Regions from separate parts of the Mus musculus genome. Here regions 1, 2, 3 and 4 are each linked to region 5. A link is a contact called in public ChIA-PET and Hi-C data. All regions are on one chromosome and are shown on one strand. Each heading gives the region's core, a stretch centred on a gene start, on an enhancer-like site or on the middle of the called end of the contact. The rest is flanking DNA. Distances are from core to core; before and after follow the strand shown. Region 1 overlaps Med27 (mediator complex subunit 27). Region 2 holds the start of Slc27a4 (solute carrier family 27 (fatty acid transporter), member 4). Region 3 overlaps Gm13547 (predicted gene 13547). Region 4 holds the start of Urm1 (ubiquitin related modifier 1). Region 5 holds the start of Rapgef1 (Rap guanine nucleotide exchange factor (GEF) 1).

What was found. A called contact is a pair of places that touch in the nucleus more often than the background predicts. ChIA-PET counts read pairs in DNA pulled down with a chosen protein or histone mark.
Region 1: a contact with region 5 is called in an RNA polymerase II ChIA-PET map of memory CD8 T cells, with 8 read pairs. The contact joins the enhancer-like site here to the promoter of Rapgef1 in region 5. A contact is called at or near these places in 18 of 39 promoter capture datasets (the 3T3-L1 cell line, 3T3-L1-derived adipocytes, HPC-7-derived erythroid cells and 11 more), 5 of 115 datasets of contacts at active chromatin or transcription factors (bone marrow-derived macrophages, embryonic midbrain, embryonic stem cells and 2 more) and 1 of 9 other capture datasets (pancreatic islet).
Region 2: a Hi-C map of uterus shows a contact between it and region 5, with 3 times the contacts expected there. The contact joins the promoter of Slc27a4 here to the promoter of Rapgef1 in region 5. A contact is called at or near these places in 3 of 39 promoter capture datasets (the 3T3-L1 cell line, erythroid cells and hippocampal neurons), 2 of 15 datasets of contacts at CTCF or cohesin (the NIH/3T3 cell line and embryonic stem cells), 14 of 484 Hi-C or Micro-C datasets (adipose-derived mesenchymal stem cells, cerebellum, differentiating embryonic stem cells and 9 more), 4 of 115 datasets of contacts at active chromatin or transcription factors (embryonic stem cells, pancreatic cancer cells and stem cell-derived neural progenitor cells) and 3 of 9 other capture datasets (embryonic stem cells, liver and pancreatic islet).
Region 3: a contact with region 5 is called in a Hi-C map of bone marrow-derived macrophages, with 3 times the contacts expected there. The contact joins the enhancer-like site here to the promoter of Rapgef1 in region 5. A contact is called at or near these places in 3 of 39 promoter capture datasets (the 3T3-L1 cell line, embryonic stem cells and pre-B cells), 1 of 15 datasets of contacts at CTCF or cohesin (the NIH/3T3 cell line), 4 of 484 Hi-C or Micro-C datasets (bone marrow-derived macrophages, embryonic stem cells and extraembryonic endoderm stem cells), 6 of 115 datasets of contacts at active chromatin or transcription factors (effector CD8 T cells, embryonic stem cells, microglia and 1 more) and 4 of 9 other capture datasets (adipose tissue, embryonic stem cells, liver and 1 more).
Region 4: a contact with region 5 is called in an RNA polymerase II ChIA-PET map of memory CD8 T cells, with 136 read pairs. The contact joins the promoter of Urm1 here to the promoter of Rapgef1 in region 5. A contact is called at or near these places in 5 of 39 promoter capture datasets (the 3T3-L1 cell line, erythroid cells, hippocampal neurons and 2 more), 2 of 15 datasets of contacts at CTCF or cohesin (the NIH/3T3 cell line and embryonic stem cells), 13 of 484 Hi-C or Micro-C datasets (CD4 T cells, the G1E-ER4 cell line, adipose-derived mesenchymal stem cells and 7 more), 5 of 115 datasets of contacts at active chromatin or transcription factors (embryonic stem cells, memory CD8 T cells and pancreatic cancer cells) and 1 of 9 other capture datasets (embryonic stem cells).

What each region holds. Positions count from the first base shown.
Region 1 is chr2:29,364,033-29,367,322 of GRCm38.p6, reverse strand. All of the region lies in intron 2 of Med27 (mediator complex subunit 27), which reads right to left. Among named protein-coding and RNA genes, the nearest start is that of Med27, 19 kb to the right of the region's middle. Within about 2 kb of position 1,777, at least 30 of the 459 cell types and tissues checked have an H3K27ac peak or open chromatin away from gene starts, as enhancers often do. A contact at or near this core is called in memory CD8 T cells, where this site is marked.
Region 2 is chr2:29,800,988-29,804,266 of GRCm38.p6, reverse strand. Slc27a4 (solute carrier family 27 (fatty acid transporter), member 4) reads right to left here and starts at 1,633. Exons shown (of 13, transcript NM_011989.5): 1 at 1,307-1,633; 2 at 1-107. The coding sequence starts at 101.
Region 3 is chr2:29,763,502-29,766,762 of GRCm38.p6, reverse strand. Gm13547 (predicted gene 13547) reads right to left here. Exons shown (of 4, transcript NM_001177392.1): 2 at 3,261; 3 at 2,971-3,014; 4 at 2,674-2,871. The coding sequence ends at 2,775. It also overlaps a transcript of Trub2 not described here. Among named protein-coding and RNA genes, the nearest start is that of Gm13547, 3.6 kb to the right of the region's middle. Within about 2 kb of position 1,737, at least 6 of the 459 cell types and tissues checked have an H3K27ac peak or open chromatin away from gene starts, as enhancers often do. A contact at or near this core is called in bone marrow-derived macrophages, where this site is marked.
Region 4 is chr2:29,825,496-29,829,174 of GRCm38.p6, reverse strand. Urm1 (ubiquitin related modifier 1) reads right to left here and starts at 1,786. Exons shown (of 5, transcript NM_026615.4): 1 at 1,740-1,786. The coding sequence starts at 1,774.
Region 5 is chr2:29,617,720-29,621,082 of GRCm38.p6, reverse strand. Rapgef1 (Rap guanine nucleotide exchange factor (GEF) 1) reads right to left here and starts at 1,363. Exons shown (of 26, transcript NM_001039087.1): 1 at 1,020-1,363. The coding sequence starts at 1,080.

The sequences.
Region 1 (3,290 bases), core at 528-3,027, 250 kb after region 5:
CACACCTTTAATCCCAGCACTTGGGAGGCAGAGGCAGGTGGATTTCTGAGTTCGAAGCCAGCCTGGTCTACAAAGTGAATTCCAGGACAGCCAGAGCTACACAGAGAAACCCTGTCTCGAAAAAAAAAAAATATATATATATATACAAATAAATAAACAAATAAAAAAGGGTTCTGAGGGAATCAAATTCAGGTCCCTTTACTAGCTAAGCTATCCGCTGCCTAATCTGTGTAATTTTAAGTTACATTGTTGTGGTTGCAGCAGTCTGATAAACAGAGCGGAACATTCACTGTAAAATGTGGGCTTAACTCCCAGCACGTCAACCACTCTCCTGTGACCCTAACTTATCATAAGCTCTGGGCTCAAAGCAACCCTGAGGTGGAGGCTGTCCTGAGCCCCAGTTTACACACCAGGAGACAGGATTGTTCAAAGTTACAAACCGGTGAAAAAGTAGACTGTGAACCCAGGCATCCTGGCCCCAAGGCCAACGCTTTAGTCCCATTTAGACACCATATCTCCCAAGTTTGAAAAGATGAAGAGCAGGCCCAAGCTTCACACTGCACAATGCTATGAGGTGTGTGGTGGTTTGAATAGGTTTGGCCCCTGTAGATTCATGAGTTTGAATGCTTGGCCTATCGGGAGTAGCACTATTATGAGGTGTGGCCTTGTTGGAGTAGATTTAGCTGTGTTGGAGGAAGTATGTCACTGTGTGGGTGGGCTTTGAGGTCTCCTATGCTCAAGCTCTGTCTAGTGTGGAATTCCAGTCTCCTCCTGGCTGCCCTCAGATCAAGATGGAGAACTCTTGGCTCCTCCAGCACTATATCTGGCTGCATGCTGCCATGCTCCCTGCCATGACAATAATGGACTAGCCCTCTGCAACTGTAAGCCAACCCTAGTTAAATGGTTTTGTTTTGTTATAAGAGTTGCCCTGGTCATGGTGTCTCTTTACAGCAATGGAAACCCTAACTAAGACAAGGTATTTCTTTAACTTTTACTTTACCCTTATCCTGTCCTTTTCCTATCTACCTTAAAATAATCAAGACAATTTGCCTTCTGTTTATATCCCCAAAGTAGTTTTAAAAACAACAACAACCTTAATATGCATTATCCTTCAGCAAGCCTCCCCTGAGTGGAATGCATAAACCAAAGACAGATCTCCTACAGCTGTCAGAGACCCCCAACCCACCAACAAATGAGGACCTACCACGGTTCCCCGTTTCTGTCTCTCAAAACTGTGGATATGAAATGCCACTTTCCCAGTGGGAGTTGTCCTTGTTGGTTTGTTTTCTTCTGATGAGCTTTGGTGGACACCAGAAATACAAGGACAAACAGCATGGCACGGTCCCCAGTCCTGGTCCAGTACCTAGAGCTCAACTGAGTCAGGTCATAATAGCATCATCATGGGGAGAGCAGGTAGCAAAAGCTCACAGAGGGGCATCTCACCCCAGCTGTGGGGTCAGAATTTTCCCAGTGTATGATTCTAAACAAACACACAAGAGAGGAACCATGAGTCAAGCAAAAAAAAAAAAAAAAAAGGAATTGGAGTCCACTGAAGCAGAGCATGGGACATCAGGGTGCTTATGGGCACCACAGGGTGACCAGGCACCAAGCTGGAGCACAACTGAGACAGTCCGGGACTGTCAGTGCACAAGAAGTCCTTAGCCAATCTTATTAGCAGAGCTATATTACCAAACCTATGTTCTGAAAGACCACTCTGCTGCAGTGTGGGGTAGACAGGAAAGTCAGGGAGGCTGGTAGAGACTGCTAACAAGCAGTAGTGCCTTGCTCCTGGCAGCAAACACTTCCTGTGCCTGCCTTCTGAGGCTCTCTGAGAAGCACACTGAGGCCACAGAAAACCGCAGACACTGTCAATGTTCCCCTAGGAGCAAGGTGAAGGGGAGATTGGGCAGAGGAGCTTCTGCTTCCCGGGGCCCCCAAGGCTGTGACACTGCTCCTGGAAAGCGAGACATGCCATGCCTACAATAGTTAAGCAACTGGGAAAGATGCTCCTCTCCTAGGGGGAGGTCACAACAGGAAAGGCACCGTCCCCAGGAGAGAGAGAGACACATCTGCTAGGAAATGACTACATTTGAGCTTCATGGGCAGACGTCCCCAAGTACACTGTTGTGGCCAAGGATCCCTGCGAGCTGCTGGCAGGACACTGTGGTTGCTCTGTCTGTGAAAACACCACAGTCCCAATGTCTGAGTGCACACACACAGAACCAACACAGCTGCTCTGTTAAAAGCAAAGGGCTGAGAGTGGAGGCCGCCACACCCACTGCTGGCTTTCTAGGTTGCTATTTTTTTTAAATTTTGTTATCCCACTGTGATAGTTTAAATGAGATGTCCCCTATAAGCCTTAGGCATTTAATGCCTGGTATCCAACTGGAGGCTGTTAGAAGAAGATTAGGAGGTGTGGTCTTGCTAGAAGTATGTCATAGGGGCAGGCTTTAGAGTTTCAAAAAACATAGGCCATTCTAAATTAGCCCTTTCTGTTTCCTGTCTGCAATTCTAGCTGTGAGCTCTCAGCTGCTGCTCCAGGTACCTGCCTTCATATCACCATCCTGGACCATAACCCTCTGGAAGCCCCAATAAACCCTTCCTTCTATAAATTGTCTTGGTCATGGTATTTTATCAAAGCAATAGAAAAATAATTAAGGCCGGGCATGGTGGCACATGCCTTTAATCCCAGCATTTGGGAGGCAGAGGCAGGCGGATTTCTGAGTTTGAGGCCAGCCTGGTCTACAAAGTGAGTTCCAGGACAGCCAGGGCTGCACAGAGAAACCCTGTCTTGAAAAACCAAAAAAAGAACAAAATAAGAAAAATAACTAAGACAGCCCCACCCGAGTCTGAGGGTCATTGAGGGAACACTGAGGGAAGGGAGGTAAAGAAAACTGAGACCTACTGAGTGCCTACAATGTGCCTATCCAGTGCTTGGTGCATTCCCTCCTGGAAAAGAAGTGTCTTCAGACTCACTCTGTGCAAGAAGACAGTGAAACTATCCCAGTGGTTTAAACAGGAAAGCACACTCCTGTTTATTTGGGGCTTCCAGAGGGTTATGGTCCAGGATGGTGGTATGAAGTTATGGTGGCAGGCACCTGGAGCAGCAGCTGAGAGCTCACAGCTAGAATTGCAACACAAAATCCTTCAATGGTGGCCCAACTGCTTCCTGTTCACTGGAGAGTCTGAGAGTCCAGTTTCTCTGGATGCTCAGAAGAGTCCAGCTTATCATAGAAGCTATGGATGACATGACATAGTGGCTTGAATTGATACATTCAATTCAAGGAAAC
Region 2 (3,279 bases), core at 384-2,883, 180 kb before region 5:
AAGTACAGGAGCAACAGGGAGAATCCCACCTGGGTCCAGGGCAGCTTCAGCACTAGCTTGGAGAACAGTAGCGCCCCCACCAGAGATGCTCCAAGTAGCATTGTGACCTGCAGGTACAAGGTGGTTAGGAGACACAATTCCTTCTTTAGGGGCCGCTACTTCTGCACCAGCAGCCACTTCAGTATGAGCCCAAAGGGTCAGCCTATGGGGATTGCCTAGTCACCTTAAAAGGGGTGGCTTAAAAAAGGTTCAAGGCTTTGGTTCCATGCCAAGTTGGAGGGGCCTTGAAATCTACAGCTCTGGGGTTAAGAAACAAGAGGATGATCTAGCTTCTGGTTCTATCTTTGACCACCTTGTCAAGTGACCTTGTGCTAGCCCCTTTCCTACTTCAGGCCATAGCACCTTGCTCTATGCATTGGGCTAGTAAGACTTGTTCTTAGAACCTTTCTAACCCAAACAGGACAGTCCATTCACCGATATTCAAGCAACCTAACCAGATGGCCGGGAGACAGGTGCTGATAGAAGTGTCTCTCCTAGGGACTCCAGGAGGTTCTGGAAATGACAACACCAAAAAGGGCAGCTTCCTGGGAAGGGAGCCCTGCACAGTCTCTGGCCCACAGACTCAAGGTAGCGTTGTGCCTCTACCGGTCCATAGAGGGCGAGCCAGCAAATGGCTTAGAGGCAGGAGGGGCCTGAGAGGTGACAGCCCAGGGGTAGGGTGGAAAGAGGTGATTGTTGGACAGGAAAAGGATTTGGAAGTACCCACACATTCAGATGGATCTTTGAGGACTAGGGCTGAGAAGGGGAAAGGCTGTGTTGAAGCCCAGGGCAGAGATTAAGGCCCACGCTCTATTCCCTCTTCTTTATGGATTTAGTCAAGAGGACTGCTAATGGATTGCTTTTCTTGGGAAGAGAGGAAGGTCAAAGATATGAAGTAGCCTGAATATCTCCAAGCTAGGCGGAGGACCACGGCCTGGAACACAGGGAATCCCTTATGAGACTGCCTTCTGGAGAAAAGCATAAAGCAATGGGTGGGAGGACTACCGCAGGATCGCTAAGATCCTTAGCTCTCTGACAGAGGCAGTCAAAAAGCAAGCTAGGAGCCGGTCCAAGACCGCTGAGAGAGGAGACAGGACAGGAGGGGCGCCACGGACCGATTGCCTCTAGATAGCCAGGACATCAGAGCGTTCTCGGGGTTGGGAGAAGGAGGGCGCGCCCCTCAGTCCGAGCCGGCACCGCCGTCTCCCCCTGCTCGGCCTGGCACATTTTCCCCGCTCAGAAAGCCGCCGTCCCCGCCTTAGCTCACCCGGCTGCGGCTGCGCGGCGCGGCGCCCCGTCAGGATGCGGCCCGGTTGCGGCAGCGGAGTGCGGTGCGCTGGGGGCATCGGCCGCCCCGGGGCACACACAGCCGAGCCTCGGTGCGTCTGGCCCACTCCTCGTCCTTGTAGGGTCTGTACCTCTGCCCCGCTCCACCCCCACCCGCCTCCCGCACCCGCACCGGCTGTGCCAGCCGGCAGCACCGCCTTCTGTGCCGTCCCCGCAGAGGGCGAGCTTCTGAGTCCGTGCACCTCAGCGCAACCCAGCCCCAGCGCGCCCGACACCGCCCAGCCCCTCCAGCCCTGCGCGCACCACTGCCTCCGCAGCCGCCCGGCCCGCTGGGAGTGGTAGGCTGAGCCGCACGGCATGCTGGGAGTTGTAGTCCTAGTAGTCTAGCTTGTTCAGGCTGCTGAAGTTGCCCTGGTCAGGCAGTGCTCCTTGGGTCGTTCCTCTCTGCCATTTCCTGGACCAGGGGATCCAGGTAGCATAAACCCGCCCACAGACCATTTGAGAATACATAGCCAGAAGCTAAGGCCCAAGTAGAATTTGTTTAACTTATTATTATTATTTACATTTGTTTGCTTATTTGTGTATGTGTAGATACATATGCCAAAGACCCTGTGTGGTCAGAGGACAACTCGTGGGAGTTGGTTCTGTTCTTACACCATGGGCTCCAGGGATCATACTAAGGTTACTAGGCTTGGCCCTCAGTCTTGGGAACAGGCACCTTTTCCTGATCCACCTTGTCAGTCCTGTTTGTTTTTTGAAACAGGGTAGTAACTTTGCCCTGGATCTTGCTGTAGTTAATCTACTTCAGCCCAGAGCGCTGGCATTACAGACATTAACTACTACATTTGTCTTGAAATAGAATTTAGCAAATGTTCAATACCACTTGCTGAAAAAAAAAAAAAGCTGGATTCTGGCAGAATACACAGGGCATTGGGCTTCTAGACCATTCTGGAATGGTCATTCACCACAGCTGAGTATGATTGTTCCCTCAGGACTTTTACAGTTTTCAGTACCTTTGCAAGGTTCAAAAAGAACTGAAGAGCCAGGAGGAGTAGCTTCAGGGGATCTCCTCAAAGGTCAGGATTTAAAGCCTGTGTAACTAACTTTAACCCTGACTGATAACACTCCCGAACACTGGTTCCTTTGTAAACTGTGAGCTTTGTCAGGCTGTGGGCAAGGGTCTAGACTCACAGCCGTTGGATTGAGAGCCTCTGAAAAGTTCTGGGGTGACTATGCAACGTGCCTATTACTGCCTCTGTTCTTAAATAGCCCCTTCAATGACTCAACCTAGTCAAGTTCTTAAGGGGGGAAGGGGCAACCTTCAAGGTCTGTTTATAGGGATTACAGATGACATTTTGGTATGAAGATGGTCTGGACCTGCTCAGGATTGCATCCATTGGAGAGGCTGGATAGTAAGCTAAAGGATGTCTCTAGGGCTATAATAGCAGGTGCCCCATGTTCATAGACATGTGCATCACAGACCAACAAGAGAATCATGTTCTCAGCAGAGAGTTCCAAATCTGTGCCTTCTTATGGATTAAAGGTGGGCTTTAGGGGATCAAGCACAGCGGTGGTGGTGGCACACACCTTTAACCCCAGCACTCGGGAGGCAAAGGCAAATGAATCTCTGAGTTCGAGGCCAGCCTGGTCTACATAGTGAGTTCCAGGACAGCCAGGGCTACATAGTGAGACCCTGTCTCAAAAACAAACTAACAAAACAACACCCCACAAAAGTGGGTTTGGGGGTCAGGTAAGCATGGTGGTACATAACTTTATTATTTATTTATTTGGTTTTTTGAGACAGGGTTTCTCTGTGTAGCCCTGGCTGTCCTGGAACTCACTCTGTAGACCAGGCTGGCCTCGAACTCAGAAATCTGCCTGCTTCTGCCCCCCAAGTGCTGGGATTAAAGGCATGTGCCACCACTGCCCAGTGGTACATAACTTTAATTTCAG
Region 3 (3,261 bases), core at 488-2,987, 150 kb before region 5:
ATGCTATGTAGACCAGGCTGGCCTTGAACTCACAAAGATTCCACCCCCCCCCATCTCCACCTCCCAAGTGCTGGAATTAAGTGTGTAGCACACCACACCATTTGAAAGGCTAGCCTCTGCTGGGGAGGCAGCTCGAGTCAGACACTATGTATCAGATGTAACGAGCCTCGCTCTCTGTACTCAGCTGGCTCAGTCTGGGGCTGGACTGCTCCACAAGACCTTGCTCCATTGTTGGGGTCAATGAGGTGCCTCAGGTGAGGTGCACAGGCCTGGCTGAGCCACAGACTTGTGTAAACGTTGGTTATTGCAGTCCTGAAGGCGACTGGTTTGGGTGTGTGACTGCCACTCACCTCTGCTTCTGCCTTCCTGGAGGACCTTTCCTTACAGTGCCTCAGGACCAGGCTGGGAGGCTCCAACTCCTCCTCACCATGAAGCTGGGTGCTTTGTCTGGCTCCTGTCACGCTGTCACTGAAGTGTACTTGTCTCTTGAGAAAGGCTAGAGAGGGTGCAGTTTGATGGTCCCACCACATGGCACTCAGAGGTCTCGAACCTTCTGGCTGTCTGGGATGAGTGGAGATTATAATGCACTTTTGTCCTGAGTGCCACAGGTTCGGGATGAGACATAAAATTTTAGGTTTTTTTATTAGATATTTTCTTCATTTACATTTCAAATGCTATCCTGAAAGTCCCCTATACCTTCCCCCTGCCCTGCTCCCCAACCCACCCATTCCCGATTCCTGGCCTGTACTGGGGCATATGATCTTCGCAAGACTAAGGGCCTCTCCTCCCATTGATGGCCGACTAGGCCATCCTCTGCTACATATGCACCTAGAGACACAGCTCTGGGGGGGAGGGGGTACTGGTTAGTTCATGTTGTTGTTCCTCCTATAGGGTTGCAGACTCCTTCAGCTCCTTGGGTACTTTCTCTAGCTCCTTCATTAAGGGCCCTGTGTTCCATCCAATAGATGACTGTGAGCATCCACTTCTGTACAGGCACTGGCATCGCCTCACAAGAGATAGCTATATCAAGGTCCTATCAGCAATAAAATTATAGTTTTTAAAGAAAATTTTATTTTTAAAAATTTGGATATGTAAACTCGAGTGCCCACAGGGGGCAGAAGAGGGAGAGAAGTTGCCAGAGCTGGAGTTACCTGCTACCAGTTGGTGGGTAGTGGCTCTGGAGCTGAACCCCCTCTTCCCAAGCTCCAAGTCCTCTTTCCAGTTCTGTAGAGGGATGCTGGGAATACAGGCTTTGGGCTGAACTCCAGCCCAGCTATTAAATCTGGAGATAGGCTCTCCACTTGCTTACCCAGGCGGGTCTCAATCTATGGAAGCGATCTGCTCACATCAGCTTCTTTGGCACTCACTGGGGTAATTTATTTTTATTTTTGGACAGGGCCTGGCCATGTAGGGAGGGCAGGACTGGCCCTGAACTCTGCTTCTTTCTTTTCTCAGTCTCTGGAGTTGAAATCACAGGTGTGAGCCATCATACCTGACTCTCAAATGTTTTCAAGTAGGGTTTACAGTGGGTATAGTGAGGCAGTGTATAATATACATGCCTTCTCTGTCAGCCTCGATTTTCCAACCAGGTGACCCCTTCCTGCTCCCTTGAGACTCCTGGAAAGAAAGCTGAAAGATCCAGCTTGTGGCCATTGGATGGCACAGACTGGATTGGAGAAGCCCACAGAAGAGAGGCTACCCAGCTGATGGGCACATCACTAGGTGGACACTGCCCCCTGGAGGCTAGTGCTTGCTATGGCACATGAGAAAGCTGTTCTCACACAGACCTGGATCTGGGATGTTTTCTTCCCCAGTGCCCTTGGTACTGGTGATATGTGCAAAGGCAGAGCTTGGTTAAGATGCAGTTGGGCCAGGTTCTTGTATCACTCCAAGGATCTGAGTGGACCAGCCTGCCTGCCTCTATTCCTGTTCGCTTCTCAACTAAACGTTATTCCTGTCTCTGGCTTCTGTACATACTGTCTCCAGTTGGGACTGTCCACAGCACTGCTGTCTGTCTGTCTTTCTGTTGTACAGATGTCAGTGTTTGTTCCCAAGGGTCTCAGATTGGTTAAGTATTGCTCAAACATGCTCTTGTGATCCCATGGCCTCTCTCTCTCTCTCTCTTTTGAAGACAGGGTTTCTCTGTATAGCCCTGGCTGTCCTGGAACTCACTCTGTAGACCAGGCTGACCTCGAACTCAGAAATCCGCCTGCCTCTGCCTCTGCCTCCCAAGTGCTGGGATTAAAGGCATGCACCACCATGCCCGGTGGCGTCTCATTTTCTATTTTGTTTCTGGGAATTGAGCCCAGAGCCTTGTGCTCAGTAGATAAGAATGTAGTCACTGAGCTACATTCCAAGCCCCCTTCCCCCATGACAGTTTTGAGACAGGGTCCTAATCCATGGTCCAGGCATTCATGTTGGAAGATGTGAGGCCCTCCCCGTTGATGTAGGATGTAGACTAGGAGAGACAATACCTCACATGGAGGTGCTCTGTGACCCTCAATGTCTAATCCCTGCAGCCTCCTACTTCCCCCTCAATTAGCAGAATCTCCTTTTCTGCTCACTCACACCCCCTTTGTGCCACTCCTTATGGCTCTTTTCCCGCCATGGATCAACCTCACCGTTCAACAGCTGTCACCTCAAACCACACCAGGATAAAAATCACGTTGCCCATTGTGGTCCAAATCCAAGTCTTCTCCAGTATGACAAGAGCCTCTCATGAATTAGTCTCTTGAGAATCCCACCTCATTTTCTAACATACTTTCCTTTCCTCTCTACCTTCTTTCTGGGTCCCAGTCCTGTGGTATCTCAGACACAAGGCCATTGAGCTGTTGAGAAAGTTGTTGCAGACTCTCAGTCGATGAGAAAGTCCTAAGGGAGGAGACATGAGATCAGGGGTGCAGGTAGTTTGATGGGAACAGGGCTCATGGGCAGAGGCTTGCCCCGACTCCCTCAGTAGGGAACACTTACTTGGTCTCCTCCATGAGGTTAGAGCAATTGCCAGCATCATGGCTCTGTATGGGTAGAAAGAAATAAGCTAGCATTATTTAGCTTCTGCTTACTGTCACACAGGGACACAGTAGGCCAAATTCATCTCAACACCCATCATCCCAAATGTTCTCCATCTTGGCCTCCCCATGCCAGGCTCCAGGAGCAGCACCTGAACCAAGCTATCTAAACAGAGTAGAGAGTCTATAGAACTCTGGGAGTCCTTTGGGAAGCAGACAGGAGGGTGGCAGGCAAAGGGGAGAAGCACAAACC
Region 4 (3,679 bases), core at 537-3,036, 210 kb before region 5:
TGCAATTCTGATGGGTCACATATCTGGGGAGGTGTGGAAGGAGATGCACAGGTGGGTAAAGAATGTTGTCCTGTCCGGCTGCTCTGAGAGGCAAAGAAGGTAGAGGCTAGAAAAAAAGTAACTGTATGGGTCTGTAAACTCTGAGGGCAAGGGTCTGGTTTACTTGATGACGTCCTTACTGTTGCCAGCACAGTATCTGGCAGAAAGATCACATCTCTGCTGAGTAAATACCACGTCTCAGTGAGAATGAAAGGCAAGTTGGCTACCAACAGACATTAACACTGAGAGCCTGTAACTTCTTCCTTCTCAGTTCTGCTGAAGCTGGTCAAGGCATCAGGAAGTCCCCTCATAGCCCAGTTTGGGAGGTGGGAGGATACCGTGTTAGCTGGGCTAAGGTTCGAAGAGGTAAAGCAGTCAGGAAGCCAGACCAACCTAATTGGATCCAAGCAGCAAGACAATATCATCAATTAAACTGCACTTAACATTCATGAGACTACTCCCTTCCAAGGGACAGAAATGCTGAACACTGCAGGGACTAGACAGAGTGCTATTTATCTTTGTATCCTTGGTGTCTGGCTCACTGCCTGGCACATGGTAGGCACTCAATAAATGACTGGTGAATGAACTGCCTAGTGAAGGGACAACATGAAAGGAATGGGGGGCATCCAAGGCGAAGAAAGGCATTTGGAAGGAATTTTACATCTCTCTCTACCCTTGAGTTTCCCTTCACTTCAACCTTGGCTTCTTCATCTACACACACACACACAAACACACACACACCCCTAGCTTTTCCATAAGATTCTAGAAACCAACCACCCATCTCTAGAAGCCTCAGTTCTTTGTTCTCAGCTTCCGAAGAAGTCTGTCTTCTGCAGGTTTTGAAACCATGACAAGCATTCTGTGTGTTGGAAGAACACAATGGTGATTTGAGACAATCTTCACTTTTCCCCGTGTTCCTTCAAGTAGTGATGTGTACCCGGATTCTGAACCTTTTCACAGTAAGGATAATATACTACCAATGTTAGTCACTCCCTCCGTGGCAGCTTATTTACCCCGGTAGCTCCTCTGGACTCTGCAGAAGACACTTACCAAACTACTTTGCAAAAGATTAAAATCTAATTAAAACTCCAAGGTATGCCGGGCGGTGGTGGCCCACGCCTTTAATCCCAGGACTTGGGAGGCAGAGACAGGCGGATTTCTGTGTTCGAGGTCAGCCTGATCTACAGAGTGAGTTCCAGGACAGCCAAACAGAGAGGACCCCTGTCTCGAAAACACACACACACACACACACACACACAAGGTTTGAGAAAGAGGAAGGTCCTGTCTTGGCCAAGACTTCCCCTAGGAAGGCACTAGGCGGGAAGACAGAACTGAGATTATTCAGCAGGGTTCGTCTCTACTCGTGCGCTCCCCTTAGAAGCTCAAAAACCAGACAAGGCGAGTCGGGCTCGGAATGGCACGGGTGAAACATGCCGGAAGACCGCCTGCTCACTGTCAATGCCTCCCAGTCCTACATGATACAGAGCAAGGCGAAGGATTCCAAACGCATCTCCCTACCCGTGTGTGCGCCTCAACTCTCGGACTCACGGCCTCGTCACCCACAGAGACCGCGTCAGTCAGAGGCCAGGGGATTATCCCGGCTCTCGGAGGGCGACACAGCCTCGGCAGGCCAAGAGAGGTCCGGAATTCCGAGCCTTATGGCTTCGCTCCATCCCCAAGGCGCCCCAGATCTCACTCACCCGAACTCCACCTTCACACATAAGGGCGCCGCCATGTTTAGGAAACCAAACTAGCAGGACACGCCCTTTAACTTCCGGAGCGCCCGTTTATTTCCGGTCGCCACCAGGAAGCGTAAACGGAAGAGGCGGTACGGGGTGGGGCGAAATCCGTTCGTTACTGCTCAGCTATTGGACGAAGGCACCCGCTCAGTGGGCTGCGGAATTGATTGTCTACATTATTTGCGGACCTGGCCAAAAAAAAAAAAAAAAAAACCGAGCAGGAAGGGACTTCCTGAAGAAAGACGTCTAAGGGGAAATTCATCAGCATCCGATGACATGATTGTGAGCCACGTACTGTTGATCTTTCATTGGCTACAAATCTGTTTTTAAGCCACGCATGGTGGCACACGCCGTTAATCCTAGCCCTCAGAAAGGCAGAGACGGTGGATTATGTGAGTGCCAGGCCAGCCTGATCTACGTAGGGAATTACAGGACACCCAGGGTTCAAAAACAAAACAAAACCAAAAACAACAAAGAACCCACAAACAAGAACCCTGTCAACCCAGCTAACATCGCTTAAGGGAGTAAAACGAGGTAACTCCAAATTCTTGTTTCTGACCCTGTTGTCTCTCTCCGGAGCTGCCATCTTACTATGCAAACATCTGTGTCAGATGATGAATTGTATGTCTTCTACTCCACGGTTACTGAGTTAACAATGTGTCTGGCAGATTGGTCCTGTGGAGAGTCAGTAATAACGGCTGTAACTGAAGTTCTTGTCTCTAGGTCTCTCCGTGTAGCAGGGAGACGGGGAGACAGCCGTAATCAAATGTACAAACCATGCTAATAAATGTGAAATCCTAAACTGAAATAAATTTTCCGATGTTAGAAAATTAGAATTATAGAGATTTGTGAAAAAAACGCTAGGGCTGTGGAGATGGCTCATCTGATAAAGTACTTGCTGGGCAAGTGTAAAGATCAAAGATAAGATCCCCAACCCAAGTGAAATGATGGTTAGCATGGCAATACCAGAGCTAGGGAGGTGACGATGGCTTCCTCAGGGCAAGCTGGCAACCTACACTAGCCAATGAGCAAGCTCTGAGTTCCAGAAAGACCCTGCCTCAATACATAAAATAGTGGACTACAGAGATGGCCCAGAGGTTAATAGCACTAGCTACTATTCTAGAGAACCCAGGGTTGGTTCCCAGCACCCACATGGCAGTCCTCAACTTTAACTCCAGTTCCAGTTACATATATTCAGGCAAAAACCAGTACACTGAACCGGATGGTGGTGGCACATGCCTTAAATCCCAGCACTTGGGAGGCAGAGGCAGATGGATTTCTGAGTTCGAGGCCAGCCTAGTCTACAAAGTGAGTTCCAGGACAGCCAGGGTTACACAGAGAAACCCTGTCTAGAAAAACAAACAAAAAACAAAAACAGTACACTGAAAAATATAAATCATATATATATTGGAGAATGATGATTTAGGAATACACCCACATCCACAAACATGAAGAAAAAAAAAGATAAGAAAAATGTCAACTGGAGATGTAGCCCAATGGTACAGTGCTTGCACCTGCTCAAGGGTCTGGGTTTGGTCACAGTACCAGGTGGTATACATATGAGAAATACCAAAGTGGACTGTCTGGGCTCTAAATTTTTATTAGAGTTAGCCAGGTAGTTATGAGGAGAACATAAGTTGCAAACTAACTGGAATATCGAGGGAGCAAATTGGAGAGCAGAGAGCTTGGCCAATGGTAAGGCTAAAAATGTAGGCAGGAGGCCAGGCCGTGGCGGGACACACCTTTAATCCCAGCTCAGGAGGCAGAGGCAGGCAGGTCTCTTGAGTTCCAGGACAGCCAGGGCTACACAGAGAAACCCTGTTTTGAAAAAGCAAAACAAAACAAAAAAGTAGGCAGAGCCAAGCTATGTCTTGTAAAGTCTGGGAGAGAAGGAAGGCTAT
Region 5 (3,363 bases), core at 114-2,613:
GCAGGCAATCTTCAAGTACGTTTAATAAACAACACAACCCAGAGACCAAACACAGAATGAAGACACATAGCTCAAAAGAGAATACCAAAACGTTTGTCCCTGTGTTTAAACCAGGGCTGCAAAAGTTACATTCATTGCTGGTTGGTCCCCTGCTAATATACATCCAAATATCCTCAAGTCCACCTATGAAATGGCAGCTTCCAAAAATTAGTGCGGCCGAACACCTTTTCAGGTTCTTACAAGTCTGCCTTCTCTACTAAGTTTCCAGGATAACTGGGTATCCCCACTGTGACAACCCCCAACCCAGGCCCTGGACCACTCACTGCCTACCTTACCTACCAGCCAAGAACCCGCCCTCCCGTAAAAGGAGTCCCTGCTTGACGGCTAATTAAGCTCTGGGCCCCATATGCACAACAGTAATTGACTCTCGGGAGTATCTAACTCCCAGAATATGCAAGCCGGGGGGCGGGGGAAAAACTGGGAGGCGACTCCCCAAGATTTCCAGGAACACACAAAGAGATGAGGTTTGCACCAAGATCGCATCCACCTTATTCCCCCATCCCCAATGACTCTCCACTTGCCCTGCTTGCAGAGCAAGGCAGAAATATTAGAGGACAACTTGGCTGCTCCCTGAAACATCGCTCCAACACACCCTAGCCTGCTGTCCTTTGAAGCCACCGAAGTGGACACTTGTGGTTAAACTCGAGGCTCATTAGGAGTGACACATTTTATAACTGGGCTGCCGATCACCTCTGGAGCGCGCCTGCTCTTCTGCATGCGGTCGGGGCCAGGCCTCCTAAGGGTCCCGGGCTCCAGCCATTGTGGGATGTTCCAGGGAACAAGGCTACAGGGACCTCCACTCGCTCCCCCAGAATCCTGCTAGCATCACAGGCCCCCCGCCGCCGGGCAGGCCCGGTTCAAAGATGGCCCTCGCGGCGTCGCTGCCAGGCTGGGGCCCGGACTGGGGGTCTAGCGCACGAGGCCAGGAGGCGCGCCGCCCGCCCGCCCGCCCGCCTCACCTGCTTTCTCGATCTTGCCGGACATTTCCGGGCTGCGCCGGAGGCCGAGGCCGCTGCTCATCAGGGCCCGGCCCGGCCGCTGCGGGATAAGAGGCCGGCGCGCCCGCCGCTCTACTGGACCGGTGCTCGCCGCGCCTCACACTCGCGCCGTCATGGCGGGCTCCGCGCGGCCGCGGCTCGTGCGCTCGCCGCCCGCGCTCCAGCCCGCACCGGGCCTGCCACTCCGCCGCTCCACCTCCCGCGCAGCCGCCGCTCCGGGGCCGCGAGCCGCCGGCCGCAGCGCCGCGCCGCCGCCCGCCCGCCGGCCTGGGCCCCGCGGCCACGGCGCCACCTGCCGGAAGCCCACCGCGCCGCTCGCGCCACAGCGCCCCCTGATGGCCCGGAGCCGAACTAAGCCTGGCGCGAGGCGCAGCGCCCTCTACCGGCTTGGAGTCCTCCGCGCCACAGCTCGGTATAGACCCCACCCCTTTCCTCAGACACAGAGAAAGAGATCAAACCTATGACTGACAGCTCCAATTCAGGACTTCCGCATGCCCTCCCATCAAAGATCAGAGCCTCCGGTAACCCAGAGTTTTCCATCTCAAGTTGTGGGCTAGCTTTCCGTGTCTGTTACCCAAGTTCAGCATCCTCCTCAGGCCCAAAGCTCCTCTAATTGATCCTAAACTAGACTCAACAACACTGAAAACACAAGAAGCCTGCTCAACAACGTTTGGGACTGCCACCCACCTTCACCCCGTCATCCCCCATACACACTATGTGAGTCTCAAGGGCCAGTGAAAGGCAGAACCTTTAGCCAGATGTGGGCCCCGATCCTCCAAGCCAAGGCTGAGGCCCAGACCTGGAGTGACACAGAAGATCTGGTTTGCTTTGCTCACGAAACCCTCCAATGGGAACATCCAGCTTAAAGAGCAGTCTTTTCTAGTATGCAAATGAGTTCGTTTACAGTTCATTTTAGGCATTCAAAGAACCTTTGCTATGTATGATGTCATATCCTACCATGACTAACCCAGTGGATTCTTCCCTTCAAACAAGCTCATGAATAGGTTGGAGAGTCAAATCATATCATTAAGTATTAGTGAGCAATACGTTTTAGCAAGACAAGAGATACAGGGAAGGGCGCTCCCTGCTCACTGTTTTTAGCTAAGATGGAATTCACATCAGCAGCGAGTGTGCAAGCACATGTGTGCGCGCACAGAGAGAGAGAGAGAGAGAGAGAGAGAAAGTGAGTGCTAGGCTAGGGACCATCCAAGATAGCTCAGCAAGTAAATGCAACTGCTGCCGAACTTGACTAGACCTACACGGCTGAGGGAGAACCAATTTCTGCAGAGTGTTCTCTGACTTGCACACACACATATACACACACACAGAGACACACTATGTAACTTAAGAACACTTAGAAGTCTGCTTTGCCTCTAGATATGTAAGCTAGTGGTAGGGCAAACCTTGAGAGATGTGCAGGGAGAAGTTCAGGGTGACGGATGCCACCAAAGATTTCTATTTCCATCTCCCTATACTCTACAGTCCCCTGATTCTGTGACTGAGGGCTGCCTACAATCGGCAGCCAAATTTCCAGAGCCATGGGTCCGAACCCTCTAGGGGTCAAAGGCCAAGCCAAAGATTGACAAATTCATTTCCCTTTTCAAGTTGACAAATGGCTGCTCAGGGCCAGAATGGCTCTGCTCTGCTCTGGTGGAAGCTGCATCAGCAAGGCAAAATTGGCGAATCGCTCAAGGCCCGCCCTCCAGCTCTCCCTGGGTGCTTAGCCTTCCAGACTTCTGAGCTCAGAGCGTCAATATTTCATGCCCCAAATTCTGAAGTGAGGAATGGAACAATAAATGTAGGCGCAGTCAGGTTTGAGGTTCCTAAGAACAAGATCAAATCCATGTGATAAATTGCTGCATATCAGATAGCGAGGAATTTGCAAAAAGTATCGATGCCAAGCAGACTCGTAGAACTTGCTTCCTAAGGTTCCAAGGTGCTCATAGCCATAGTAGCACACACTCGGGATTAAGAGCCAGCTAATCGAGGGTGAAAGCCTCCCTTTTCCTTGCCTTAACTTAGCTTGTCCTCCTAGGCCACTCCAGCTGCTAGAATGTTCTTGCCCCTCCTCTCCACGGACACGCCACCATCTTTCGGGTTTCTTTGTTATTCACCCTTAGAACCCTTCCCTGAGGCCCCACAGTACCAGCTTCCTCCTGGTTATCAACCAGGTGCTGGCTTTCGTGGTCAGAAACTCAGACAGGAGCTGGGTGCGCACACCTTTAATCCCAGCACATGGGAGGCAGAGGCAGGCTGATTTCTGAGTTCAAGACCAGTCTGGTCTACAGAGTGAGTTCCAGGACAG